7 separate regions of the Mus musculus genome follow, and all the other regions are linked to region 3. A link is a contact called in public promoter capture Hi-C data. All regions are on one chromosome and are shown on one strand. The core of a region is the stretch at or near the end of the contact, and the rest is flanking DNA. Distances in the headings are between cores, read along the strand shown.

Region 1 (3,706 bases), core at 446-2,945, 1.1 Mb after region 3:
CTTGAAGCAAACCTCCCGCCTCAGCATTCTGAATGCTGAAGTTACTTAAGCAAGGGCTAACCATCGTGTCAGGCTTGAGGTAGGTGTTTTAAATTTTATTTTAGAGGAAGAGTCAGGCAAAAAGATTAAAATTAGCCAGGTGAGACAGCTGGAAACTGGTGAAACCAAAATTGGGATCCCAGCAGTTTAAGTCCCCCGGTCCTGCTCTTAATCCTGCGGTGCACACCAGGAAAGTAGGGCCCTGAAAGGAAGTTACCTAAGGAGGGTCACAGAGCGCTGGGAGTGCACAGCAGGTATTGAGGCCCCCTATGCTGGAGCCTTGGCCACTGTGAGGCGCTGTTGAGGCAACAGCCAGCCTCTGTCCAGTTCTTACCTTCTCCCAATCCCTTCCAGCCCCAAGAGGTTGAAATGGGCTCAGTATAAACCTGAGCAACTTGTTTCTGGGTCCTAGAGGAAGAGTAGGGAAGAGGGATAAAGATGGGCAAAAGAATCTGGCTAGCAGAAAAAGCATACTGGACCAACCTTCTGTGGAGAAAGTCCCCAGATAAAAGGGCAACACTGGCCCAGGGATGAGGTTAAGTTTCTTCGGGGGGACATCTCCGTGAGAGTTCTGTTGTAAGAGTCTCTAAATCCGGAAATTAAGAGCGGGATTGTTAGACTTAGGAACAAACATCCAGGAAAACTCAGTTTCCGCAGGATATGCACGGGGGTCAAGAGAGACAATTATAAAGATTGAGATGCTGAGACAAAAAAAAAAAAAAAAAAAAAAAAATCAATCCTGCAAACCCAAGCTAAGGACCTGTGGGTGTGCGGAGAATGCGGCGAATGCGGAGACGAATCACTAAGAGGAGTGAGAGCAGACGGTCTTCCTGGGGACAGTGGCAGGGCCAGGGCCTTGGAGGGGAAAGAGAGGACCACCGCAGACATTTCTCACCTATCTGAGTAGGATCTTCCGGCGCCCGAGTTTGTTCCTCTGGATCACTCTCTTCACTTGTCCTCCAGAACTCCCTTAGCCTCCAGTAGGTCCTTGTCCGCGGCGTCGGTCTGGCCATCTCGGCTCACTGGCGATCCATCCGCGCTTCGGCCCGGGTGGCCCGGGCGCCGCCTTGGGGAGATGAGGAGAGGAGGTTTGTAGCCACTGCCACCACCAGATGCAGCTGCGCCGGCATAAGCTTTGACTTCCAGTAACTGAGCGCACTGAAGGTGGTGGTGGCTCCAGGGAGCCACGGGGTTGCGGGAGCTGCGAGGAGAAGGATGACCCGCCTCCAGCCAAGCGAGCCTAGCTCCCGCCACCGCGGCAGTTTGTTCCCGCCGGGCCCGGGAGCAGAGGACCTCTGCCCGCCCCCTTCCTTCCCCGCCCCACCCTGCCCAGAGAGCTCCGCCCCGGGCCCACAGTTCTTCCGCCTTAGGCTGCCACCAGGCGGGAGGGACTAATCTCCTGAAGCCCCACTTATGTGTCTAGGGGCCCAGAAGCCCAGATTCGACCGAGTAACGGGCTGCTTTACTGCTCTTCTCCAGTGCCTGGTTTTCTAGTCCCGGGGCAGCACCGGTTGGGTGCGCCCTGCAGGGTGAAAGTCCTAGAGTTTCAACACCAGGGGGCGCTGAGGAGCTAGGGGACATCCCCTCCCTGTCCTCCGCCCCCTCCCCGCCCGCGCGCAAAACACACTGGTCGGAGAGGCAGCACGGCGGAGCCGGAGCCGCGGGCCGAGCGGAGCCGGAGAGCGGCGGCGGAGGAGGCGGCGGAGGAGGCGGCGGCGGCGGCGGCGGCACCATGACCCTGGGCAGCTGCTGCTGCGAGATCATGTCCTCCGAGAGCTCCCCGGCCGCGCTGTCTGAGCCCGACGCAGACATAGACGTGGTGGGCGGCGGCAGCGGTGGGGGGGAGCTCACAGCCCGCTCCGGGCCCCGCGCCCCTCGGGACGTGCTCCCTCACGGCCACGAGCCTCCCCCGGAGGAAGCCGAGGCGGACGTGGCTGAGGACGAGGAAGAGTCGGGAGGTTGCTCTGACTGCGAGCCCCGCGCTCTAGCGCCCCGGGGGGCGGCGGCCGCAGCGGGAAGCCCGGGGCCCGGCGTGCAGGCAGCCCGAGGCGCAACGGGGCCGGGGCCGGGACCCGGGCCGCCGTCGGGGGGCGCGGCGACACGGAGCCCTCTGGTGAAACCACCTTATTCGTACATCGCCCTCATCACCATGGCCATCCTGCAGAGCCCCAAGAAGCGCCTGACGCTGAGCGAGATCTGCGAGTTCATCAGCGGCCGCTTCCCCTACTACCGGGAGAAGTTCCCTGCCTGGCAGAATAGCATCCGCCACAACCTCTCCCTCAACGACTGCTTCGTTAAGATCCCCCGCGAGCCGGGCAACCCGGGCAAGGGCAACTACTGGACGCTCGACCCGGAGTCGGCCGACATGTTCGACAACGGCAGTTTCCTGCGGCGCCGCAAGCGCTTCAAGCGGCAGCCTCTGCCGCCACCGCATCCACACCCGCATCCTCACCCGGAGCTGCTGTTGCGTGGCGGGGCTGCCGCGGCCGGGGACCCTGGCGCCTTCCTCTCGAGCTTCGCCGCTTACGGCGCTTACGGCTACGGCTACGGGCTGGCGCTCCCGGCCTACGGTGCACCTCCACCGGGCCCGGCCCCACACCCGCATCCGCACCCGCACGCCTTCGCCTTCGCCGCCACCGCGCCTTGCCAGCTGTCAGTTCCCCCGGGCCGCGCCGCGGCGCCTCCTCCCGGACCTCCGACGGCCTCGGTCTTCGCAAGCGCGGCCTCGGCGCCGGCCCCTGCGCCTGCCCCGGGATCTGGCCCGAGCCCCGCAGGGCTGCCTGCCTTCCTAGGCGCAGAGCTGGGTTGCGCCAAGGCTTTCTACCCCGCGTCCTTGAGTCCCCCCGCAGCTGGCACAGCGGCTAGCCTGTCCACTGCACTCCTGCGTCAGGGCCTCAAGACGGACGCCGGCGGTGGTGCGGGTGGCGGGGGCGCGGGGACAGGCCAGAGGCCTTCCTTTTCTATAGACCACATCATGGGCCACGGTGGTGGCGGGGCCGCACCCCCGGGCAGCGGCGACGGTTCTCCGGGATCGCCATTCGCCGCAGCCGCAGGTCCTGGGGGTCAAGCCCAAGTCTTGGCCATGCTGACTGCCCCGGCCCTGACTCCGGTGGCTGGCCACATCCGCCTCTCGCACCCAGGGGACTCACTCCTGTCTTCAGGGCCCTCGTTTGCCAGCAAAGTCGCGGGCCTCAGTGGCTGCCACTTTTGACCGCACCGGGCTCGGGCCAGTTAGGCCCTCACTCCTTAACCTCTCTGGGGAGCTCGGCCGGTCCCAGCGGAATTCAGGGAGTCTATTTATGAAGAGTCTCCAGACCTAGGCCGTCGCGCGTTATCGGGCACTTCAAGCTGCAAGCTCAGAATGTCACCGGCAGTTGGGACGAAGCGGGCTCCCTGGCCTCCCTGATCTACGCAATAGGTTTAAAGCGGAGACCGCTTTTCTGTTTGAGCATCAAAAAGGAGAGCAGGAACCTTCTCTGTGTCTTGCCTTTGCGCCTTTCACAGTCAGAGAATGCTTTGGCAGAGATACGCCTGTCGGTTGTTGGATCGCGCCAGAATCACCCATGGCTTGAAAAAACCCACTGCCCCATTCCTTCCTCAACTTTGAGACCCGCTCATCCAATATTATAATTTAAAGACATCTGTTATCTGCTTTGTGCTTAAGAGA
Region 2 (3,725 bases), core at 434-2,933, 1.1 Mb after region 3:
TCTGTTGGTAATACAGAGAGTCAGGACTAGTTTTGTTTCTTTCAAGTCTCAAGTGCTCTGTTTTTCCATGCACAAAAACACAAACCTGGAAGCTCCTTGCTTCTTATTGCTAAATATTCTTGGGCCTATTTTGGCTTTGAAATTTTTTTGTTTGTTTGTTTTTTGTTTTAAGCAGGGTCTCATGTAGCCCAAGCTGACTTGGAACTTGCTATGTAGTTGAAGCTGGCTGTGAAATACTTCTTTTCATACCTCCACCTACCAGCTGCTGCAAATATAATTTTGTATCGAGCTGTTTGGGTTTCATTATTGTTTTGGAGATGGGAGTCTATGTAGCTCTGGCTGGTCTGGACCTTAAAAGTGTAAACCAGATGAGGGTGGTCTTGAGTTCACAGAGTTCCATCTGCCTTTGCCTCCCAAGTGCTGGGAATACAGTCAGGCTTCAAACCTATCATCTTCCTGCTTCAGCCTTTGACTTCAGGTTTCTTATTTGGGGAGCTGGAATATTGTAGGTCCAAAGCCAAATTATCTATCTTAGCCCCCAATCAACCATTTATTGTTCACCTCTATGTGACCTAACATTCTTGTGACTATTAGGTAAGTCCATTTGTAACATACAAACAGAATCCTAGCTTCCAAACCCAAAGGCTAAGAATGTGATTGTAAGGGTCCATGACTTTTCAAAGAATGACACCCTGGATTCAAAAAGTATGTAAATACAAAGAGTGTTTTATTTTGCAGAAGTTCAGCATGCTGGGGTCTCCCATTACCAAGAAAGACCGAGAAGTGAGCTTGCAGGCCCAATTTAAAGCACACTGGGGGAGTTCTGAGGTAGGTGGGCTTTGTCTTACTCTATCTCTAGTCAAGTGCAGCAGTGAGGAGGAAGGAAGTTTAATCTGTAACTGATTGTGAACCATCCATTGAGATAACTCACTACCTTTGGATCAGCTTGTCTCATCCCTCTCGTCATCATTTGGCATCTGGGGCCAATAACAGTACCAGCTTTGCTAGAAACCATCTCTACCAAGTTATCTGAAAAAAAAATTGCCATGATTCATAGCTTTGTTCTGTTACTATAAAAAACTCCATGAAAATGCTACCACTGCCGACTCCAATTTTCAAAGGTTTGTGTTCATCCAGGCTCAGTTTTCACTCTTTTTCTTCTCTCTTCAGAGTTTTCCCTAATGGCCCGAGTCAGGGTAACAGAGCTAAGCTTAAAGTCTTTCCCTGCGGTTAGAATATAACCTAAGTGCTTTTCCATAACCGACTCAACTCTCCATTAATGACTTTCCATTCCACTTATCCAGCCCTAACCTTCTAACATGCCCTTCTCTCTTGGCGGGTCACTGCATCCAAGTCTCTGCTCTTTTCAGTCCTCAAGTCTTGGTTCCAAGGTCACCTCTTTAGAGGCCTTCTTTGCAAACCTCAAACTGTTCTCATTTTCCTTTGGTTTCCTTCCCAACAATGCCGTTGTTCCTACTGACTCCTGTGCTTGCCTCTTCGGTTAGGCCGCTTCTCTTGGGAAAGGGAAACCCGGGAGATTGAACCACTGGTCTGCCTAAACGTCAATCCAGGTTCTGAAACTGAAATGCCTTGGGTCTCCAGCCACGTTAGGAAGAACCGGAACCGCGAGCGGAAGCTGGCGCAGCGCACGGAGGCCCCGCCCCTTCCTGTCACGGCGGCCGGCAGCTGGCGGCGGGGCCCCGGCGCCCGCTCTGCCCGCCCCCTCCCTGCCGCCCCGCCCGCGCCGCCGCGCCGGCCGCTGTCAGAAGCGCGTTGTATGCTGAGCAGCTGTCGTCGGCTGCTCCCGCACGTCCTGGTCCCGAGCTGCCCGCCGCTGACCCGCACACTGCGGCTCTTCCCTCTCCACCTCATGAAGCCGTTGGTCGTGTTCGTTTTGGGCGGGCCCGGTGCGGGCAAGGGGACCCAGTGCGCGCGCATTGTCGAGGTGAGGCCGTGCGGGAGGGCGACGGAGAGCTCCCGGGCTGAGCGGAGCGGGCCGGGGCCGGAGGGAGCAGCCGCGTTGGCGGCCGCGCCCCTCGCTGTGGGGAGCGGACTACGAGTCCCGACGGCCACCGCGCGCCCGGGCCGAGGGGCGTCGAGTCTACGAGTGCTTTGTTTCCGCGCGCCCTTGCTTCCACTCCTGGGATCCGGGTCTTCTCGCTACATCTCTGGCTGTCAGTCTCCGGCTAACCGGCCTCGAGGAACCCGACCCGGATCTTGTGGTAGTTAAAGTGCCGGATTTGTGAGAGCCCAGGCGCTAACCTTTGGCCCAGCTGACAACTCACGCCCTTTTCCTTGGGCGAGTGAGTCACTCACTCTCAGTGAACCTCAGTTGTCTAAGCAAATAAAAAACTCTGCTCTCCGAGAAAGTAAAACACCACCCAACTATAAAATCCTCTTATCATTTTTTAAATAATGTTTGCTTTAGGACTGCAGAGATGGCTGAACGGGTAAGGGCGCCTACCACCACGTTCCATCCCTGAGACCCACAGAGAACCACAACCCCACTCCCGCGAGTTGTCCTATGATGTTCACTCTAGAGCTCAAGGGTTTGCCCACACAAATAACTAAATACAATTAAAGTTTTGACATAAGTTTACCAGTTCCATTCTTTTAGTATTTGAGGTCAGGGGTGGCATGTACACGGAGAGAGGCAAAGACTTTAAACTCAAGCAGGTATGGGTTCTAGCCCGTGTTAGCTGTAGTGATGGACTGTCTTGTTTTTTCTAGCCCCTATGAGCTGTAATGATGCGGTGAGGAAGGCTTAATGGACTGTCTTGGGCAGTGTTTTAAAGGAAAACAAGACAATCAGAAAGAAATGGCAGGGTTGGGGAAAAACACCCAACATTCACCTTTAAATTGAGTGCTTGATAAAAGGTTTTGACCCAGAACTTGATAATTTCTTCTTTTCCTATAAGCCGTGGCCTATATTTGCTTTGTATTTTTTTCCACGTTCATATATTCAGCTCCTGCCCTATAGTCTATTCTCTAAAGAACAACCACAGATAAATAAAGTAATGTGGTCTAAAAGTTGTGTGTTTTACAGTTATGTCTAGAATTACAGATAACTTTGGAAAATCAGTTTAATCACAAAGCACATAGAATTTTTCTCCTTATTTTTACTTCTGTTTGTTTTATCTATTAGAAAGCCAAATGACAAGTGGATGGTTTCAGTTTATAAGTAAAATGATTAAAATATAGATAGCATGGTAAAGGAGGGAGTGAGTCAAAACAGGTAAGCAGTTCAAGACCTGACCCTGCTATTGTTTTTCCTAGCCCCAGAGATTGCTATTGTTTTTCCTAGCCCCAGAGAAGTTACTTTTAGCCTAAGTTACTTTGTAAGAAGGGAGAAAATAGAAATGAAATGTCTTGTTTTGTATCTGTGACTGCTAAATGAGGTCTCACACCTGCACATAGATGCAAATGTTTAAGCTTCCTGGTTTTATTATATTGGTCATTTAATTTATTTTTAGAAAGACACCAGGTTGATTTAATGTACTGCAAGGAACAGCAGGTTGGGTATAAGATAACTATCTGCAACTGGTCATTTTTATTTTAAAGGTGGATTACTTTTTTTTTTTTTTAAAGAGAGTACACTGTCATTCTCTTCACACACCAGAAATGGGCATTGGATCCCATTACAGACGGTTGTGAGCCACCATGTGGTTGCTGGGAATTGAACTCAGGACCTCTGGAAGAGCAGTCAGTGCTCTTAACCTCTAAGC
Region 3 (3,818 bases), core at 514-3,013:
TATCCCAAAAGCTATTGCCTGTCTGTGGGATATGTTCTTCCAGCTGGGCTGCCTTGTCTGGCCTCAATGGGAGAGGATACGTTTTGCCAAGCAGACCTGATGTGCCATGGTGGGGAGATAGCTGGGGGGGGACCTCCACCCTCTAGGAGGAGAAGAGGGAATGGGGGAGGCATTGTGGGAGGGGAGTTGGTAAAGGGGTAGTGATTGGGATGTAAAGTGAATAAATAAATCAAGAAACAAAACAAAAGGGGCTGGTGAGATGGCTGAGCGGTTAAGAGCACTGACTGCTCTTCCAAAGGTCCTGAGTTCAAATCCCAGCAACCACATGGTGGCTCACAACTATCTGTAATGAGATCTGACTCCCTCTTCTGGAGTGTCTGAAGACAGCTACAGTGTACTTACATATAATAATAAATAAATCTTAAAAAAAAAATTCTTAAAAAAAAAAAGAAACAAAAGGACATGTGCCATCGTGGCCTCATTTGGCTCACTAAAATTTTGAAACTCAAATTCTCACTTGTTTAAGTCTTATTTTACTTTTATTGTTTAAGATAATGACAGATAGCCAGTCGGTGGTGGCGCATGCCTTTAATCCCAGCGCTTGGGAGGCAGAGGCAGGCAGATTTCTGAGTTCGAGGCTAGCCTGGTCTATAAAGTGAGTTCCAGGACAGCCAAGGCTATACAGAGAAATCCTGTCTCGAAAAACCAAAAAAAAAAAAAAAAAAAAAAAAAAAAGATAATGACAGATACGTATGTGACTTGGATGATGAGTACAATTTTTGGCAGGTGCTCATTCTATATTTGTATGAGTTACAGTTTGGGCACACCCTTTTAATCCCAGCCCTTGGGAGACGGAAGCAAGCAGGTATAATTTCCAGGCTAGCCTGGTGTACATAGAGAGTTATAGGCCAGCCACGACTATGTAGTGAGATCTTGTCTCAAAAATCAAAAGGAAAAGAAAAGAGTGTGTTATATGTTTGTATATGTTCATGCATATGTGCATATGGTCTATGAATGGCAGCTGCAGGTCAACACCACACGTCTTCAGATGGTCTCATGGAATCTGGAGCTCACTAATTCAAAGACGTTGGCTGCCCCACAACTTCCAGAGATCAGTTTGACATACTTAACATTTTTAAAAAATTACGACTTAGCTGATTATACTATATGGTGGGTGGCAATACATTATAAGAATAAATGTAAGGTTACAGAAAAGCTGTCTGACCTGTAGCTATGAAAACCAAGCTTGGCCTGGAACTCACAGAGATCCGTCTGCTTCTGCCTTCCAAGTGCTGGAATAAAGACATATGCCACTCTGCTCAGCCAAACGATCATTTCTAAAAATAGTGATCACCCCCTTTCTTCTTGGATCCTAAGCGGCGTAGTCAATTTGATAGTCTCAGAAAGAACACAAAATTAGGTACCGAGTCTTGAAAAGAACCGTCTAAAAGGAAGATCTTGAAACTGGCTTCTATGGCTTCCTAGCAATTCCGCTTCTGTCTATAGTCTGCTCTAATTTCGTTCTACCTCGGCAGCTTTCTCCATGCAGGTTGAGCCCAGAAGGCCTTCCCTGCAACTTCCTAGGAGCTCCTTTAGATGCTCTAGCACAGCCACCGCTTCGTGTGCGCCCCGAGGATTCTGGTGGGTGGGGTGTGGAGGTAGGCGGAGCCCTGGGGGCGCCGCAAGCCTAGCCCCGCCCTGTCTGCCGCTGATATTCTAAGCAGCCCTCAATCCTTCCCGGAACCCGCGAGAGCGCAGCTGCAGTTTCAGTCGGAATTATTGGCGTTGTTAGTTGACATGGCTGCGCCCGTCTTAAGATGTGTTCGGAAGCTGCTGAAGCTCGTGGACTTCACGCCGGTCCCGCGGAGATATCGATATAAGAAGAAATGGGTAAGGTCTGACATTAGAGGGAGACTTATCCAGCCCTTGCGTTTCCCGTCACTCACAGTTGCATTCGGGACATGAACTCCAGGGACCGTAACCTTCTTGGAGCTCTTGTCTCACGCCTGCCTGTCCTTTTATTAACCACAAGCCTCTTCCTGTTGCGTAAGCAGCCCCCTGACTCCGCCCCTCTCTGTTAAGTCACGGCCTGAGCTTTCATTCGGTGACGTTACATCGCCTCATGTTACTTTTTCTTGCTTACTTTTATCTTGCCCTTCCCACCCTTCTTTTTCCTTTTCTTTCCTCCCTCTTACCCTTCCCCTCCAGTCCCATGAACTCTTCCCCTCCTTTCCTCCTTAAAATTTCAGCCCCTTCAACTTCACCTCAAGCAGACTGCCCTAACAACTACTCCTTCCCTCCTGAGTCTCCGTCGTCCTGCAGGAAAGGATTCACCCCTGTTCTCACTCTCGAGGTGCCTGTGGCGCCCGGGAAAGACTTCAACGACCACCTTTCCTGTAATGCTGGCCTTTCTCCAAATGCAGGCAACAGATTCACCAACCCCCCTTACTCTAGAGAACCTTTCTCTTGCCTCACCATTTCTTCTCCGTGCTTACCTCGACGGATCCCCACCCCGCCCCCTCCGCCCCCAGTCCTCTCCTCCCCACCCCCACCGGAGAGGTGCCCCTTTGAACCCTTTTCTCCACTCCTAGGAAGGCTGTACAGACAAGAGCCAGCTGGTTCATCCTCTCCTTGTTTTGACCGATTCAGCCTTCAGGGGTCACCCTCTCCTCATCAGCGGAACCTATGTTGCAACTATATTGATTCCCCAGAATCTCAGCGTTCATGCCCTCCAAGTCCGCGTCTTTGTTATGTGACTTCCCCACCTCTCATTCATCAGGCCCCTAGAGCCAGCCCAGTAACTTCCCCTGAACTTACTCATATAACCTTGGAGACAGGCCCGGTGATTTCGACTCCCCTTATGCCAGGGTCCCAGGGAAATTACTCCATCATTTCACCTCTTCTTACCCATCGGCCCCTGAGACCTGGCCTTGCAATTTCACCTCCCCTTGCTCACCGATCTGTGGAAACTAGACCTCTAACCCCTGCATCCATTTCTCACCGAGGGCCCCACTGTCCCTCTAGAAGAAGTTACAATGATCCTCCCCTTTCTTCAGCATCTTCCCCACCCTCTGGCAACCCTTACCACGACAACCCTATGCCTCCAAACTCTTGTGAACCTAAACCACAGCTTGATGTACCTCTTGGGAAAAATGGCTGTGGCCCTCCACTTTCTTCTCAGGCAGGCATGTCTGGCTCTCCCATCTCACCTCAAGAGGGCTGTATTCATTATTCCCATTTATGCCCAGATTCCCAGATATCTGCCCCTAGGAGTCCTTTCTGTGTTATCAACCTACCACCTGAGAGTGCTGGTTCTCCTAGCTCATCCCTGCCTCAGGCTCTCCAGAAGCCCTGTGTAGGGTCCTTTCTGTGGGAGCCTGGGGGGAACTCTTACCTCTTACTAACCCCAGGTACTATAATTTCTGGTCCTTCCTGCACCACAGGACCACCTCTTCCTCAGTGTCCTAATCCTTCCCCGTATTTCCCATCTCCCCTGAACAACCAGTGTGTAGCTCCACCTCAGTCACCCAGAGGTTATAATGAACCCCGCCCTCCTACCTCAGCTCCCCCTCAAATGAAGTCCCCCAAATCCCCTGAATCACGACGCAATCCCTACAAGTGTCGGTCCCTAGACAATACACCCCACCACACTCCTCCTAGCCATTCTAAATCCCATAAGACCAACACCTGTCCTCAGCCTCCCTCCCAGTCCTTTGGCCTCTTTAGTCCATGTATGGAGCCAGCCATCACAACTACTTCAAATTCCTGCCCAAAAGAACCTCCCCCAGAGACCGCTGTCCTCAAAACTGTTGCTCCTA
Region 4 (4,081 bases), core at 1,175-3,674, 1.5 Mb before region 3:
CTCAAGCTTGTATATGAATTATAGACTTCATGTTTCTAGTATAGTGTTCTCCTTAAGGAAGTTTATCTTCTAGAAATACCAAATATTCATAATATGTGAGCCTCGTTAAGGAAGTTTATCTTCTAGAATTATCAAATATTCATAATATGTGAGCCTCGACTAAGAATGATAGTCATGAGGTGGTGGTTCACTGGATAATTTCAGAATCCTATCAGAAAAAGACACAAGGCTTGCAATATTCAGAACTCAGGAACTGGGGCTGAGCCAGGACTGAAGAGAAGGGTTCATTGTTACAAACCTATAGGCAGTAACAAGAATGGAAACATACACTGGGAAACATGTTCAAAATACTTCTCAGCTGGAGAGATGGCTCAGAGACTGAGAGCACTGGCTGCTCTTCAAAGGACCTGGATTCAATTCCCAGCACCCACATGGCAGCTCACAGCTGTCTGTAACTCTAGTTCCATGGGATCTGACACTCTTACACAGACATACATGCAGGCAAAATACTTCCAAGTCTGCCTCAACTTCTAAAAAAAAAAAAAAAATCAAGCTAATCAAAGCCAAATCAAGACAACATGAGAGCCAATCACAGGCAGCATGTGCAGAAGCCAGCCAGGGCTACACACCAGGGCCATCAAGGCATATCTACCCTCGTCATCACCTCATTCAGATATGCTAAAGGATCAGAAATCACAGACATGATCTTGTAAGCTAGTGAAGTCTCTGCGCAAACATCTACAATTGGAACCATAATCCTGTCTACCACTCCACACACTTAAGACTTTATTCTATCCTGATCCCCTGGGAACAGGGCACTCTCCAGTTTATGCCACCAGGGAGTAAACTTTTCAAAATAAAATGCAATAACAACCCCTTTGATTTAGATATTTCAAGTTGAAGGGAGAGCTCTTAGCCAAGCTCCAGGACCTAACTGGCTGATTATTTACAGGATCTTTGGGCAGGAATTGTTAATGAGCTTTTAATTTGGAGTGCTTAAGTTGCCAAAGTGCTCTGAGCTCCAGTGAAGCACCACAGAATCCATAAAGGAAACCTTATCAATCACTTCCCGGCAGCTCCCTTCCCCCAGGCAGCACCTGCCGACAGGCAGCCAAGTGGGTTTCTAACCAAGATCACAGGCATACATTAGTGGAGTCACACTCCAAGTCACTGTTATAAATTGGCTTTTAAATGGTGGGCGATTCAAGTATAATATACTTAAGGTCCAAGACCGAGCCCACTAAAACAAGGTATACTGTGTATGATAAAGTCAGAATAAAGCTGAATTTGATGAAGCCAGTTTTCTGGTACAAACTCTACAGTCAAAAATCATTCGGCCAATCACAATCTACTACAGTTAAATAGCTTAGTCTTTGGCCAATGGGATTCATGTTTTGCTGCCCTTGGGCTGGGAAACCAATGAAATGCACTAGCAAATGCAAGCCACAAAAATGGTCAGAGACAATTATTGGCCCCAGTCATTGCGAAATCCAGCCTGAGGGGCAAGCTCTGTATCTCCAGATGAGGGGCCCCATACCCAGCATCTTCCAGGCCAACGTCGAGCAGCTGACATTTCACAAGAACTCAACCCAAGTCATGCTTTCTTTGTTTTAAGAAGACACCTGTTGCTGGACCACTTGCAATAAAGACATACAAAAAGCTACCTGGGTTAAGGCTCTTTCTCCACTCTGTCCACCTCTGTCCACCATTATTACCCACAGCTTGTGACTTACAAGGAAGTAAAGTGCTAGCATGTGTGCCTGTGCCAAGATGCGGAGGGGGTAGTCTATAAATAATTCCTTAATCTTCTACTTTATCTGGTCAAACCTCTCTCCTTCTCCAGAAATCTCAAACCAGGCCCTTTCATCAACTCACCCAGTCTCTCTCGCAAAGCCGAGCTCCCCCACCGCCCTCCCCAGCTATCCCTTCGCCCAGAGTTCTAACATCCAGGGTGAGCACCAGGCCAGAATCCCAGGCTCCTTAAGTGTGCGCGCCACGACCCACACCCCGCATGCATTAACCAGGGCCCAAGCTGGGGGCCCTCTCAATCTCACCCACCCCAGGGTGTTGCCCCCAGCTCGGGCCCATCCAGGTCCAGGGAAGCGTAAGGGGAGGGGCAGGGGGCCAGGAGACCAGCCCTCCTTCCCAGGGCCGCCCCCGCCCCCCGTCAGCTGCCGGAGAGGCTGTCGCCATGGCAACGCCCCCTCCTCCGGGCCAGCACGGCAGGCTCTCTCCAGGTGCAGGCCCCGGCGTCTCCCTCGGCCTCAGCAGACGCTCCGGGCAGTTGACGGCAGCGGGCACGGCCCGCGCCGCCTGCGGCGCTGGCCAGGCAGAAGCAGGGCCAGCTCCGCCCGCTTCCCACAGCCCGTTCCAGGCAGCCTCAACAGCGGCAGCCAGCACCACGAGTCCACAACACACCGACTCACCTCCGCGCACTCTGACCCCGACCGACGCGGTGGACGGGCGGGCGTGGTAGCCAACCGCTGAGCCCGCTGCTAGCGCCTTTGGCCAATGAGCTGGAGTAAGGCGGGGCTTCTTCTCTCCAAACGCTCTCTCTCCCGCCGACATGCGCGTTAAGGTGTGTCAAGATGGTGACCGTTGGCTCTGGGCCTTGTGGGACTTGTAGTTTAGAGGAGCCACGTATTCAAAAGAGAAAGGGAGGGTCACTTCTAAACAGTGAAAGGGGTTTTCTTAAAAAATAAATAAATGATAATAATAAAATAACCCGAAATCTTCGTCAGGCCTAAAATGACCCAGATGCTCTACTTATTTTCCCCACCTTGACTGTAGGCATTCGGTGAGTATGGGCTTAGGAGACATTCTCTTTAGGCGACACTTTTCTGTGATTCATTGTCAACAAGTAATCGTTATCTACTTTCTGATGCGGGCCTGAGGGAAATCTGGAAAGAAGGGAGGCGAATTCAGCTAAAAAGAAAATGCTGAGATTTCTGAAGGGCCTTTCTGAGGAGGAAGCTTCTGGCTTGTTGAGGCCCTCAGAGGAACTGTCAGGGTTAACAAGGTTTCTGGCCATAGCTGTAGTGGGTCTTTCACAGTCAGTCTCTCCAGGCAGCTGGGGAGAACTTCACCTAAAGCGATGGGTGAGTGTCTCCATCTTAGCTGTGCTTCTCTGGGAATCCACGTTATGAAATGGGAAGCATCAGTCTTAAGCCACTGGTGATTTTGACAGCCTCTCAGTCAGATCCATCTTAGGAGCCATCTTCAGTTACCAAGCTCCTCTGTCTGCCACCTGCTATTTTCCTTTAAGACAGCTAATATCAGTTCTGGACCCTGCCACCTCTGAGATCTTAATATAATGGTTCCTGCCTGAGCTGGAAATGCCTGTAATCCCCATATCAGAGAATGCCTTCTTTAATCTCATGCACATAATGGGTTAGATGGTTCTACTGTGAACCTACAGAACTGAGCACAGCACTTTACAATTGTCTCCCTGCCATCTCTCTCCCAGGAATTGAAACTCGTTTAAGATAGCTATTCATTTCCATATTGTTCATGCTGCATGGCTTATACCCAGTATGGTGTCAGTCATAGAGCAGCTATGCAATAATGTGTTTCTGACAAATGAAGGAGTAAACTGCAACAGAGACAGATATCACTCACCCCAACTGAGAAAAGGAGAGCCACGATTGCCTGTCCCCAAATCTTGGAACTAAAACTGGAGCTTCTTCTTCTTATCGTTACATAAACATTAACCTGGATTGGCCCATTCGTCAATGCGTGTTTATACTTCAGAATTGGGCACTGTCTGTTGCTGATGGTTTCATGGTAAGACATATAAAATCCATATCCTCAAGGAGCTTTTCTATAGGAAAGGAAATGGAAGGGATGGGCAATGAAAAGATAATATAAAAAGTAAAACAATGGGCTAGAGAGATGGCTCAGCGGTTAAGAGCACTGACTGCTCTTCCAAAGGTCCTGAGTTCAAATCCCAGCAACCACATGGTGGCTCACAACTGTCCATAATGAGATCTGATGCCCTCCTCTGGGGTGTCTGAAGACAGATACAGTGTACTTACATATAATAAATAAGTCTTAAAAAAAAAAAAGAATCTGTATTCTAGGA
Region 5 (4,203 bases), core at 1,058-3,557, 1.1 Mb before region 3:
GATCCATACTTAGGAGTGGCCCTCATAGGCTGAGATCACCCTACATCCAGCCTCTTGCTCTGTGAAGTAGACACTTTTCTTTTTGAGTGTGTGCTCACACGACCTCTTGTGTGTTTGAGACAAGGTCTCATATGGCCTCCAACTCTCTCTTCCTCTCTCCTTTTTTTTTTTTTCTGAAACAGGGTTTCTCTGTGTAGCCCTGGCTGTCCTGAAAAATCACTCTGTAGACCAGGCTGGCCTGGAACTCAGAAATCCACCTGCCTCTGCCTCCCAAGTGCTGGGATTAAAGGCGAGCACCACCACTGCCCAGCTTTTCTTTCTTTTTTCTTTTTTTCTTTCTTAAAACAGTATTTCCCTTTGTAGCCCTGGCTGTCCTGGAACTGGCTTTGTAGACCAGGCTAGCCTCAAACTCATCAAGATCCATCTGTTTTCTGCTTCCTGAGTGCTGCGATCAAAGGCTGTTGTCAACTCTTTTATGTACCTGAGGCTGGCCTTGAACTCCATCTCCCTGCCTCCAACTCCGGAATGGTGGGATTATAGGCATGACTACATTCACTGTCTCCCTAGGAGACTATAGGCATATATACCTTGTCTATAGCCACTCCATAGCCCTTTCTTACCTGTACGTTTGGAACAAGTAGGTCAGATTGGGGCTGTGTGCCTACTAGGTGCTTAGAGCCGGTTAAGAGCTGTGAGAGACACAAGCAAGGAAAGGGGCTGCTTAGTCTATGGTCATGGAACCTCTACCCAGTGTTCCTTTCCCTTGGTCACAGGAGGCTAGATCCACTTCCCCTTTCTCCTCCCACTTGACTTCATCAGCAGAATGGGGACATGAAGCTGGTTTCTGGGTTTCTTCAATAGCCAGAAGGGACAGACCCGACTCCATCACTCCCACAGCTCTCTGTAGCCTCAGAGGTAGAGAACTTAATCATCTTCCCTGCTCTGTGTACGGTGGGACTTTTCTCCCTCTCCACCGGCTGCATCTGGAGGTGGGAGACATGGGGAGAAGCAACTTCCATCGTCCTGCTTGGGTCTCTAACTCCTTCGGAATCACCTATGAGACGGATGCCCTCTTCCCCTGAAACTCCCGCAGGCATCTGACTCACCTGCAGCCTTTGGCCTCCAAGCTCTGCTGGCCCCACAGTCTTCACTGAGCTGGCCTGACAGGCCTGTGGGCGAGGAAGGCTTGTGTTGTGCAGTTACCATGGGGCTGTGGCAAGCACACCTCTCCCTCCCAGAAATCCTTCCCCTGGCCAAACTCTGGAATAACCTAAGTGTTCCTGCTATGGGCACCTGCAGAAAGGAGGGGCGCTCTGAGTTACCAGGGAGAGAGGGTCCACGGGGGCTTGGAGTTCTAGGGCATCACAGGCTAAGGGAGCCGGTGCCGAGAGAGGTGCACTGTTCAGAAAGGTCCTAGTTTCAGAGCCACTATTTCATATGAATCTCTCCCTGCCTCTTCACCCTTAGCTAGCCTCCTCTAATTCACAGGTCCACGAGAGGAAAACCCACCAGGGGGCCACTGGATCTGGCCTGGCCATCTGTGAATAAGTCACGGGGGGGGGGGGGGGCTGGGATATGCTAAAACCTTGAGATTGCGGGGGCAGCTTCTTAGGAATTTAGTATCTGGGCTCACAGGAAAGAGCACGTCATGGTTCAGCATTCTCCCCAGCAGCCTCAACAAGGACAAACATTTCCGCTTCAGGGCAGGGTGGGGCTTGGATGACTTCCTTAGTTCAGAGCTATGTGCTGAAGGGAGGCCTATTGGTTCAGCGGGAAGGACCCAGGCCTGGCATGGCCATGACTCAGTGATTCTAAGTCCGGTTTCTTAACCTTTGCTGACCTACTCACGTGTCTGGGACCTGTAGGCAGCACCTCTTTCCTTAGGGGGATTGCTTTTCGGGGCTGCCAGAGGCTGCGCTACTCCTGTTAGAACTGACACCTCACCTCCCCTGCTCTGGGAGGTGTGGGGCTGCCCCCTCCCAGGCAAGCTAAGTCTGAGCCTTGAAAACCACACTTAGGTTTGAGAATTTTCCCTGATGGGGTGATGTCTCGGGTGTTTCTAAAATGCAGCCGTGGGAAGGGATTAGAAAAGCAGAGGCCTTGGATTCTGAACTCAGTGTAGGCGGGGAGCCAGCCAGCACTAGGGCCCTCAGACTCATCTTAGGGCCCTTCTACTGCTGATTTTTTTCCCCCCCTGGGCGTATAGGGAGATGGGCGGGGCCTCCTCAGGCTCAGCTCCAGTTTCTATGGAAACCCACAGGCTTCCCACCCAGCTGCTGCCTGGGCAGATTCCCAACCTGGGCCTCATCCACCACCAGCCTCTCCCGGGATCATAGGCCTTTCTAGCCCCAGCTTCTTCTCTGGGTCCTGTCTGCATCTGCATCCCTTTCCTGAACCTCAGGCCTTCTTTAAGGACCTGGGCCTTTCTGCTCCTATATTTTAGCTCCTCGGCAAACAGGCCTCCAGCTCCTGCCCTCCCTCTCAGGTCTTTCTTGGCCTGGCTAGGCCTTCTAGACTGTTCCACCCTTTAACCTACTGCCCACTGCACTTATGGAGAACCCAGGACTGGTGGTACGTGGGCAGGCTGCACCCTTTTCCACAGCACTTCGAAGCCTCATCAACAACCCCCAGTACAGGTGAGGCAGTGGCCCCCTGGGGGGTTTTCCCTAGCTGGCCTGTGAATTTGAGGAGGCTAAGGGCAAGGAAGCCCGGGAAAGAACACTTGGCCTCCCTGGGGAACTCAGTCTGTGAGGAAGTCAGCTATAGAGGAAATTTACTTGTCTGTGGCCACACTACCCTGAGAGTCAGAGGCGGGGGTAGTGGCAGATAGAAGGGAGGGCAGCTGTGTGAACTCAGGCAATGCCTGAGTTCTCTGGCTTCTCCTCCACCCCCTCGGCCCTGAAAGATGGGTTATGATTTGATTCACCCCCATTGGGCTTTCGACTGAGCACTGGAACGTCTTATCTTGAAGAGACAGAGGTATGGATGGCTCTAGCGATTCATAAGAGGAACGAAGCCCAAAGGATCGAGCCGGAGACCCAGACAGGAAGTAGTTCAAGGTTTCCGACCACCCACTGCTTGCCCAAGAGACTAGTGCTGTCTGAAACCAGGAATAGAGTTCACTGGGGGCAGGGCTGGTCATGGGAGACAAGAACTCTGTTTCCCATCCCCAGACTCTCAGAGGCTGCCCTGCTCCCCAGGGTTAAGACTGCCATAATTCTCGGTTTTTTGAGGACAGGGTGCCACAGTCTGGCCTGAAGAGTGGAGCCTTAGGCAGGAGGCTTTGGAAGCTGAAGCGCTCGCTGCTGCCTCCTACCCCTACTTAACACAGAGGCTGGGGCCGGAAGTGATTATGAAGATGGAAAATGTGGTCTCACCTCATGATGGTGATCACTGTCATGTCTGTCTGCAGTCAGTGTGCTCTGTACCCCACATCCTCACACCCTCCCACAGGAAGAAGGGTAAAAATGCTGAGTTGGCATTTGGTGAAGGCGTCCCAAGAGGAGTGTCCTCTCCCCCAAGATTCAGACTGGGGAGACATCAACCTGGCTTGCATGAGCTCTGCTATCCCCCTACCCCCCCATCCCCCCGCCCCCTGTGAACCAAGCATAGTCCACTCCCTTGAGACCTGCCATCATGGCTGAAAAGTCTTAGAGTCAAAGATATAAAGTCACCGAGTGGAACTGAGACTAGAGCACAGGCTTGTGTCTTCCAGATGTAGGCTTTGACCTCACACAAAAAGAAGCCCTAGTGTGACAGAGGTAAAGCCAACAGTGTGATCTAGGTCTGAGATCCCCTCCCCTGGCCCTCCCTCTCTTCCACAGTGATATTTGCTTTGTGGTTGGTCAAGAACGGCAAGAGGTATTTGCCCACCGGTGCTTGTTGGCCTGTAGATGTAACTTCTTCCAGAGACTTTTGGGCCCTGGGGTACCTAGTCCTGTGGTGCTAAGCACTGTGCCTGCCGAAGCCTTCTTAGCTGTGCTGGAGTTCCTATACACCAACAGTGTCAAGCTGCACCAACACTCTGTGAGCCTACCAAGCAGAGGTCTGGGTGGGAGAGAAGATGAGGATGCCCGAGTCAGAAGGATGCCCATTATGCTGTGGGTTGAGGGGTGGGGGAAACTCCCTTCTGCTCCCTCAGCCACTCCCCTCTCCCTCCTCGCCCCCCCCCCCCCCCCGCAGGTGCTGGAGGTGCTGACAACA
Region 6 (3,861 bases), core at 738-3,237, 1.2 Mb before region 3:
CTACAACAGGCCTGGAACGTTAGCTACTGGGAAAGATTAGAGGATATTGGCAATTTCAAGCTCGTTTGGGCTACAGAGTAAGTTCAAGGCCAGTCAAGACAACTGTCATAAAAGGAAGGCTGAGCTGGTGAGTCGGCTCAGCAGGGAGAAGCACTTACTGACAAAGCACAGGACCTGAGCTAGCGCTCCAGCCCACCCAGAAGGAAAAGAGAACCAACTGCTACCAACTGTCCTCTGACCTGTGCACATACACTACGGTGTGCATGCACACACACAAATAAATAAATATGCAATCAAAGTTAATGCGGGCTGAGTATGACACAGTGGTAAAGCACTTGCCTTAGCACGCATGAGGCCCTGCGTTCAATCCCCCAGTCCTGCCTAAATAAATAAGACTGTCTCTACCCACGTGGGGAGAGAGAGAGTCCCTACCCTCCTGGCCTTGCAGAATGGAGAACCAGCCCTTTGCAGCTGATGGTTCTGCCAAGACAGAAATAGTAACTGACTTCATCTAATGCTATTGTCAAAAATTCTTCAAAAGTCCTTTCACATCTATAAGCCCAACGATCCACCTCTAGGGAGAAACAGATAGTGGCAGTCCTTCCTTCGTGCTTTAGGAGATGAGAGGCCCCTGCCCCATCCTAGATAGATTCCAAGCAAGAAACACACAGTGGGACAGGAGGGCATAGGAAGGGAGGCCTGGGGAGACTTTTTTTGTTTTTGGTTTTGGTTTTTTGGTTTTTTGAGACAGGGTTTCTCTGTGTAGTCCTGGCTGTACTGGAACTCACTCTGTAGACCATGCTGGCCTCGAACTCAGAAAACCGCCTGCTTCTGTCTCCCAAGTGCTGGGATTAAAGGTGTGCGCCACCACCACCTGGCTCTGGGGAGGCTTTTGAAGGAAGCACCCCCTAGCTAAACTTTATGATGAGCTGGACAAGTGCGGGGCAGTGGACTGGAAACACCAAAGAGCAGCATTGGCCGACCTGTACTCCAAGCCTCCTCTGCCCCAGTTTCCAAAAGGGACAACCTTCCATTCTCTGGTCCAACAACTTACACTACTTTACAAGCTACTAATCTTAGGAGGCCTCCCACACATCTTTTTTTAATGATATGGCCTTAGGAGGGTTAAACACACACACACACACACACACACACACACGTTAAGTTTAAATGCCAACTACTAAGCTTACTTCCATCAGGATTCATGCCAAGTCCTTTACACAAATAATCTCAGTTGTGCAACCAGCAATTTTTCCTCAGCTTTGCTCCAGGAAAACTAAAATTCAAAGTTGAAAGTTTGCCGAAGGTCATCCAATTACTAAAGGGATAGGATTTCAACAGAATTCCACCCGGCCTAACCGACCATTCTGTTAACCACTGCCAGGGTGAGCTGAGAAGGGCAGGACTAGGCTTGCTGAGTCCCTTGGCTTTTCTGAGGACCAGAGGCTCCCCCAGGAATCCAAACCTCTGCAAAAATGAAGGATGGGCCTAGTCACACTTGCAAATGAGGAGCGAGAATCCAAAACAAAAGAATTAGAATGAACCTTGAAGGGCCTCCAGCTACAAAGGGAAGCAGAACCTTGAGAACCTGTTGTGGAACAGAAAGACCCTCAGTCGACTGGGGGCGGGGCACGGGGGGCGGGGCTGGGAGCGCCCCGCAAGCTCTAGCCAGCCCTGCGGGACCCCCGAAGGGGGCGGGCCGAGGGAGGGCGGGCCGCAGGGTGGGCGGGGCATCGCTGTTAGGTCACCTTCCCAATCCCCCTCCATACTCTGGCTCCAGCAGGGCTGATCCGGGATCTCGATGCTGTAATCCAGCTCGGCCGAGGCCATGGTGAAGGTGCGGGTCTTCAGCACAGGCCTCCCGCCGGAACTCCCGCAGTTTCACCTCGGCGGGGCCGGGACGCCGCCGGGCCACGCCCCTCCCCGCCCACGCCCAGCGCTGTCCAATCCCCGAGCCGCACTCTGTGACCTCCCTGCCTAGCAACCAGGGAGTCGCTTCGCGCCTCGGGCGGCACCCACTAGCCCGGCCCTAGCAACCGCGCCCCGCCCCTACTGTCTTTGGGCCCCAGCAATTGGCTGACTCTCTTGATCTTGGATCAAGTATTGGTCAGTGGGGCAGCGCTCTCGGAGCGACCGCACCCTCCTGTGAAGGTAAGAGTCGGTGGGAGAGTTGAATGAAGTATTACGGGTCTGCAGAGGGCATCTCAGAACTTTGTCTTCTGGTACTTGGTAGAAAACTTGAACTTGCACCTCTAACTACATCTACCTCCATCGCCAGCAGCAGTTCCCAGGCTGGAGGCAGAAAAAACGAACAAAACAGTGTTAGGCGGCGCGTGCCAACGGGTCCTTCTAAACCTGTGGGTTGAGACTGGTTGCCTGACTGGAAAGGGGTCTTCGGGTAATAAGACATGGCCTTTCATGTGTGAGTCCAAGTAGTTTAGACGAGTACAGGAGTACAGCTTTCTTACATTTAGTAAATATTTTCTGAGCTGGGCATAATGGCGCATGCATTTAATTCCAGCTGTGAGGAGTTGAACTCTGTGAGTTTGAGACCATCCTGATCTATCTCCAGGACAGCCAGGGCTACACAGAGACACCCTGTCCAAAATAAATAAATAAACACATACATGCATACATACATAAACAGAAAAAGAAGCTATTTGGGTGATGGGAATGAGTGGGTATGGTGTGTAGGAGACAGAAACCAGGAGGAAAGTATTGAGGGCTGATGATTAATACGGTAAATAAAACCTCAAAGATGGCACTGGATTTACAAAGAAGTTGTTAGCAACCTTTGCAAGTGCCATTCCAGTGAACAAAAGAGTCAGTGGCTTGAGAGTGAGTGGGAGGTGACAGCATAGTGGTATGTCCCTGGAATCCCAGCCAGGAGTCTAAATGCTTCAAGCCATCCTCAGCTACATAACAAGTTCCAGGCTAGCCTATGCTACATGAGACTTGTCTTAAAAGAAAGAGGGGGGATGGAACACTTGCAAGGCAAGTTATTTTGTCATTCGCTGGCAACCGCTAGGAGGTACAGGCTTTTGTTCAGATGAGAGAGATCCAGCAAAGAGATAAAAGATAAAATCACAGGGGAATTGGGTATGTGAAAGCATATGGCCCCCAACCGTGGGGACTCTCACTTTACACTGCTGAGGAGTAACTGGGGAGATGGCTGAGCTAGTGTGAGGAACCAACTTAGACCCCCAGGACACACATAAAGGCTTCGGGGGCGGGGGGGGGGGGCTGGAGAGATTACTCAGTGGTTAAGAGCACTGACTGCTCTTTTGAAGGTCCTGAATTCAAATCCCAGCAACCACATGGTGGCTCACAACCATCTGTAATGAGATCTGATGCCCTCTTCTGAGGTGTCTGAAGACAGCTACAGTGCGCTTAGATATGATAAATAAATAAATCTTTTTTTAAAAAGCTGCGGGGGGGGTGTGGGGGGGCACACAGCTTTCCCAGAACCGAGGAGGCAGAATCAGGCATATCCCAGAGACTTGCTGGCCAGTCACTTTGGCCAAATCAGCAAGATCCAGATTCAGTGGAAAATCCCTCAAAAAAAAAAAAAAAAATGACAAGTGATGGTGAGATGGCTCAGTGACTAAAGGTGCTTGCTGAGCAAGCCTGGTGACCTGCACTCCCTCTGTGAAGTCACAGAAAGGAGGGAGGACAAAGCCAACTCCACACCATTAACCTTTGACCCTCGGCGCTTGTCCTGTGCCATACATATACCCTCTCTCACAAATACATCATCCACACAGTAACAACAGTGATGCTTTTTACAGATTTATTTATTTCATGTATGTGAGTACGCTGTCACTCTCTTCAGACACACCAGAAGAGGGCACCAGATCCCAT
Region 7 (3,690 bases), core at 201-2,700, 1.1 Mb before region 3:
TCCTGGAACTCACTTTGTAGACCAGGCTGGCCTCGAACTCAGAAATCTGCCTGCCTCTGCCTCCCGAGTGCTGGGATTAAAGGCATGTGCCACCAAGCCTGGCACTATTCTTGTTTTTAATGTAACTACATTTAACTTGTTTATTTAGTATGTGTGTGTGTGTATGTGGTGCATGCCATGGCACATTTGTGGAGGCTTTGGGGAGTTCATTCTCCTACCATGTAGGTCCAGAAGATCAAACTCAGGTCTTCAGGCTTGTCAAGGTTGGATAGACCAAGGGCTAGACACCATTTACACTATACATATCCTCCGCGGGGCGGTGGGGGTTCTTGGTCTGCATAGGTCTGCATACTGGGGCAGTAATGATGTGGTTCAGTGTAAGAACGTTCCCCTAGAAGCCGGACAGTAGTGGCACATGCACAAAGTCCTGGAGTTAATACCTAGTACTACGAAACAAAAAGACATTATAAATAATGACAAAAATCAGGTATGGTGATTCATGCTAATTCCAGCATTTAGGCATTGTAGGCTGCTTTTCATTGCCAGCATCTTTTTTTGTTTGTTTGTTTGTTTGTTTGAGACAGTTTCACACAGCCCACTCTGGCCTCAAACATGCTGCTTAGCTAAGGTTGGCTTTGAAATTATTCTCTTTTCTTCATCTACAGGGAGCTAGGATTATAGGCATGATCTACCATACCCCGCTTCTCTTGTGTTCTGTTTTGTTTTGTTTTTCTAGAAAGGGTTTCCCTGTGTAATCTTGGCTATTCTGGAACTCAGGCTGTAGACCAGACTGACTTCGAAGTCAAATTTGCCTCTCTCTAGTGGTAGGATTAAAGGCTCGAGTCACCACCGTATGACTTCCCCCGTGTTCCTAATAGGAAAAAAAAAAAAAAAAAAGTTTCACGGACAGGAACCATTCGTCTTGTTTATTCCACTATCCCAATCTAGCACTATGTCTAGCACTAGCATGTGACTATTTTTAATTGGTGTCTTCGAAATATTGTATACATTTCAAAGAGAAAGCAATCATCAAGAAACCAGGATTTGAACCCCTGTCTGTAGAATCACAAGGCCCTCACTGAAACATTATACATAAGTTTCCTAGTCTTACATAAAGGCAGAAGTTCGACCTGGTAGCGGGAGGGTAAGGCCAGAAGCCATAAAACCTTCCCATCAGCTGGGCGTGGTGGCGCACGCCTTTAATCCCAGCACTCGGGAGGCAGAGGCAAGCGGATTTCTGAGTTCGAGGCCAGCCTGGTTTACAGAGTGAGTTCCAGGACAGCAAGAGCTAGAAAAACAAAACAAAACAAACAAACGAAAAAACCAAACAACCAACCAACCAACCAAAAACCCTTCCCATCAGTCTCAGAGCTCGGGAGCCCGGCCACGCGCCGGAAGTCGGAGACCAAGACTACATATCCCACATTGCTCTGCGGTGCGTCGCACTGGTGACGTTGTAGGGAGGCTGGCGCGCGGGATTTAAACTGCAGCGGTTTAGGCGTTGTTAACACAGCGCAGTATTAGCAGAGTCGTGGTTTCCAAGCTTCTTTCATTTGTGTTGCCTGTTGTTGTTCCTGAGTCCATGGAGTCGCTTCACGCACGCCTGTTTCCTGGTCTCTCCATCAACATTCAACGCAGCAATGGTGAGGGCAGGGTCTTGAGGCCAAGGGGACGACCCAAGAGCGGTGAGACTGCCAAGATGGTTATCTGAATCTCCGTGTGGCAAAGCTTTGGGATACTTTCCCTTATTCCACACTGAGGGGGTCCATGTCACTACACTGGCAGTCGGTGTCCCCTACACAGGAGGAAAACGCTACTTTGGTTGTGGGTCCCTTGCCTGCTTTCTGAGTGTGGGCGGAGCACGTCTGCGGTTATTGGTGCGCCTAGCTAGGTTATAGCGATTGGATGCATTTCCTCTGAACCTGTTTTGCTTTGTTGGACCCGCGGCTTCCTCGGCCTCCTGAGTGCTGGGATTAAAGGTCATGCACTACCACGCCCGGCTTTTTTTTTTTTTTTTTTTTTTTTTTGGCGTTTGTTTTGGTTTTTCAAGGAAGGGTTTCTCTGTGTAGTCCTGGAACTCCTGTAGACCAGGCCTCGAACTCACAAATCCCCTGCCTCTGCCTCCCAAGGGCTGGGATTAAAGGCGTTGCACCACCACTGCCCGGCTCAACCATCTGTCTTTATTAAGCAATTTCTACAGGTCTAATAACGGGTCATTCATGGACTAGCCAACCACTGCCAAAAATGGACCAGGGAACTCCAGCGGTCCAGCTCTTTACTGATGTGTTCAGGAATAGCTCCTCCAAGGAATGTAGTAACTTACTTGCTCAAATGAATCTTCATTCTGTTGGAGCGGTGATGCAATTTTATCCTATGGAGCTGGGGTTTAAGGCCCATTCCCTGTTCACTTCCACTGTGGAATGGTCTAAGGGTGAACCCCACTAGAATTACTAACTAGCATTTGTGTTTTGTTTTATTTTTTGAGACAGTTTCTCTGTAACAGGGCCTTGGACCTGGACTTGCTTTGTAGATCAGGCTGACCTCGAACTCACAGAGATCCACCTACTGTACTTTGCAAGTGCTAGGATTAAAGGCATGCACCATCACAGGCCTAGTTCTTTGGTGTTTTGTTTGTTTGTTGCTTTTTAAATTTATTATTTTATTTTATGTTCATTGGTGTTTTGTGAAATCCTCTGGAAGTGGAATTACACTTTGACAACAGGGTTTCTCTGTGTAGCCCTGTCTGTCCTGGAACTCACGTTGTAGACCAGGCTGTCCTCACTCACAGAACTCCTCAGGCCTCTATCCCTGATGTATTGGGATTAAAGGCAAGGGCCACCACTGCCTGGCTGTTTGTATTTTTTAAAAGAGAATTAAATTTTCCCTTCCGGAGCCGGGCATGGTGGCTCATGCCTTTAATCCCAGCACTCGGGAGGCAGAGGCAGGCGGATTTCTGAGTTCGAGGCCAGCCTGGTCTACAAAGTAAGTTTCAGGACAGCCAGGGCTATACAGAGAAACCCTGTCTTGAAAAACAAAACAAAGCCGGGCGTGGTGGCGCACGCCTTTAATCTCAGCACTCGGGAGGCAGAGGCAGGCGGATTTCTGAGTTCGAGGCCAGCCTGGTCTACAAAGTGAGCTCCAGGACAGCCAGGGCTACACAGAGAAACCCTGTCTCGAAAAAACAAACAAACAAACAAACAAAAAAAAACAAAAACAAAACAAAACAAATTTCCCTTCCGAGGTAAATGTAAATTTGAAGTCTTTAGGATCCTAAAAGCAAAGTGGAGAATAAAAACTTAAGTTTGGCCAGGCAGTGGTGGCGCAGTCAAAAAAAAAAAAAGAACACCTTAAAAAAAACTTAAGTTCTTAGGAGACACATGGATAACTTCTGACCTTCTCATACATAGGCTTAATTCACCCCGCCAATATAAGCACAGTGAACGTGGAGAAATCCTGTGTTTCGGTGGAATGGATCGAAGGAGGTACCACAAAAGGCAAAGAGGTAGGTCCTCTGAGGATGCTTGTGTGGCATCTCCCATGATCCTGTGCAGAGCATCTGTGTGAACCGGTGACAGCCCAGCCTAATGCTGTGCTATCCTCTCCAGTCTTAAGAAATGGTGCTCCCTGGAGACATTGGGATTCCTTTTAGTCAGATGTTCTAAATTGAAGCAATTAGCCATTTCTGGTTTG

What was found. Promoter capture Hi-C pulls out the DNA fragments that hold promoters and counts their contacts.
Region 1: a promoter capture Hi-C map of embryonic stem cells shows a contact between it and region 3, with 2.1 times the contacts expected there. The contact joins the promoter of Foxd2 here to the promoter of Nsun4 in region 3. A contact is called at or near these places in 6 of 39 promoter capture datasets (cranial neural crest, embryonic stem cells, neutrophils and 2 more).
Region 2: a contact with region 3 is called in a promoter capture Hi-C map of neutrophils, with 2.2 times the contacts expected there. The contact joins the promoter of Cmpk1 here to the promoter of Nsun4 in region 3. A contact is called at or near these places in 14 of 39 promoter capture datasets (the 3T3-L1 cell line, 3T3-L1-derived adipocytes, the C10 cell line and 8 more), 1 of 484 Hi-C or Micro-C datasets (B cells), 2 of 115 datasets of contacts at active chromatin or transcription factors (embryonic stem cells and extraembryonic endoderm stem cells) and 1 of 9 other capture datasets (liver).
Region 4: a promoter capture Hi-C map of pre-B cells shows a contact between it and region 3, with 2.0 times the contacts expected there. The contact joins the promoter of Eri3 here to the promoter of Nsun4 in region 3. A contact is called at or near these places in 1 of 39 promoter capture datasets (pre-B cells) and 2 of 9 other capture datasets (adipose tissue and liver).
Region 5: a promoter capture Hi-C map of pre-B cells shows a contact between it and region 3, with 4 times the contacts expected there. The contact joins the promoter of Btbd19 here to the promoter of Nsun4 in region 3. A contact is called at or near these places in 2 of 39 promoter capture datasets (liver and pre-B cells) and 2 of 115 datasets of contacts at active chromatin or transcription factors (pancreatic cancer cells and thymic regulatory T cells).
Region 6: a promoter capture Hi-C map of pre-B cells shows a contact between it and region 3. The contact joins the promoter of Armh1 here to the promoter of Nsun4 in region 3. A contact is called at or near these places in 3 of 39 promoter capture datasets (liver and pre-B cells).
Region 7: a promoter capture Hi-C map of pre-B cells shows a contact between it and region 3, with 3 times the contacts expected there. The contact joins the promoter of Kif2c here to the promoter of Nsun4 in region 3. A contact is called at or near these places in 2 of 39 promoter capture datasets (liver and pre-B cells) and 1 of 484 Hi-C or Micro-C datasets (B cells).

The regions. Positions count from the first base shown.
Region 1 is chr4:114,906,887-114,910,592 of GRCm38.p6, reverse strand. Foxd2 (forkhead box D2) reads left to right here and starts at 1,695. Exons shown (of 1, transcript NM_008593.3): 1 at 1,695-3,706. The coding sequence starts at 1,772. The coding sequence ends at 3,250. It overlaps Foxd2os (forkhead box D2, opposite strand), which reads right to left and starts at 1,336. Exons shown (of 4, transcript NR_030721.2): 1 at 935-1,336.
Region 2 is chr4:114,985,186-114,988,910 of GRCm38.p6, reverse strand. Cmpk1 (cytidine monophosphate (UMP-CMP) kinase 1) reads left to right here and starts at 1,683. Exons shown (of 6, transcript NM_025647.3): 1 at 1,683-1,945. The coding sequence starts at 1,778.
Region 3 is chr4:116,051,756-116,055,573 of GRCm38.p6, reverse strand. Nsun4 (NOL1/NOP2/Sun domain family, member 4) reads left to right here and starts at 1,763. Exons shown (of 6, transcript NM_028142.5): 1 at 1,763-1,890. The coding sequence starts at 1,798.
Region 4 is chr4:117,548,708-117,552,788 of GRCm38.p6, reverse strand. It overlaps Eri3 (exoribonuclease 3), which reads right to left and starts at 2,424. Exons shown (of 9, transcript NM_080469.4): 1 at 2,059-2,424. The coding sequence starts at 2,193.
Region 5 is chr4:117,123,762-117,127,964 of GRCm38.p6, reverse strand. It overlaps Btbd19 (BTB (POZ) domain containing 19), which reads left to right and starts at 2,307. Exons shown (of 8, transcript NM_001384196.1): 1 at 2,307-2,636; 2 at 3,825-4,026; 3 at 4,183-4,203. The coding sequence starts at 2,551. It overlaps Tctex1d4 (Tctex1 domain containing 4), which reads right to left and starts at 1,152. Exons shown (of 4, transcript NM_175030.2): 1 at 1,107-1,152; 2 at 877-983; 3 at 621-689.
Region 6 is chr4:117,250,043-117,253,903 of GRCm38.p6, reverse strand. Armh1 (armadillo-like helical domain containing 1) reads left to right here and starts at 1,987. Exons shown (of 13, transcript NM_001145637.1): 1 at 1,987-2,151. Tmem53 (transmembrane protein 53) reads right to left here and starts at 1,953. Exons shown (of 3, transcript NM_026837.3): 1 at 1,770-1,953. The coding sequence starts at 1,830.
Region 7 is chr4:117,180,384-117,184,073 of GRCm38.p6, reverse strand. It overlaps Kif2c (kinesin family member 2C), which reads left to right and starts at 1,450. Exons shown (of 20, transcript NM_134471.4): 1 at 1,450-1,643; 2 at 3,408-3,502. The coding sequence starts at 1,583.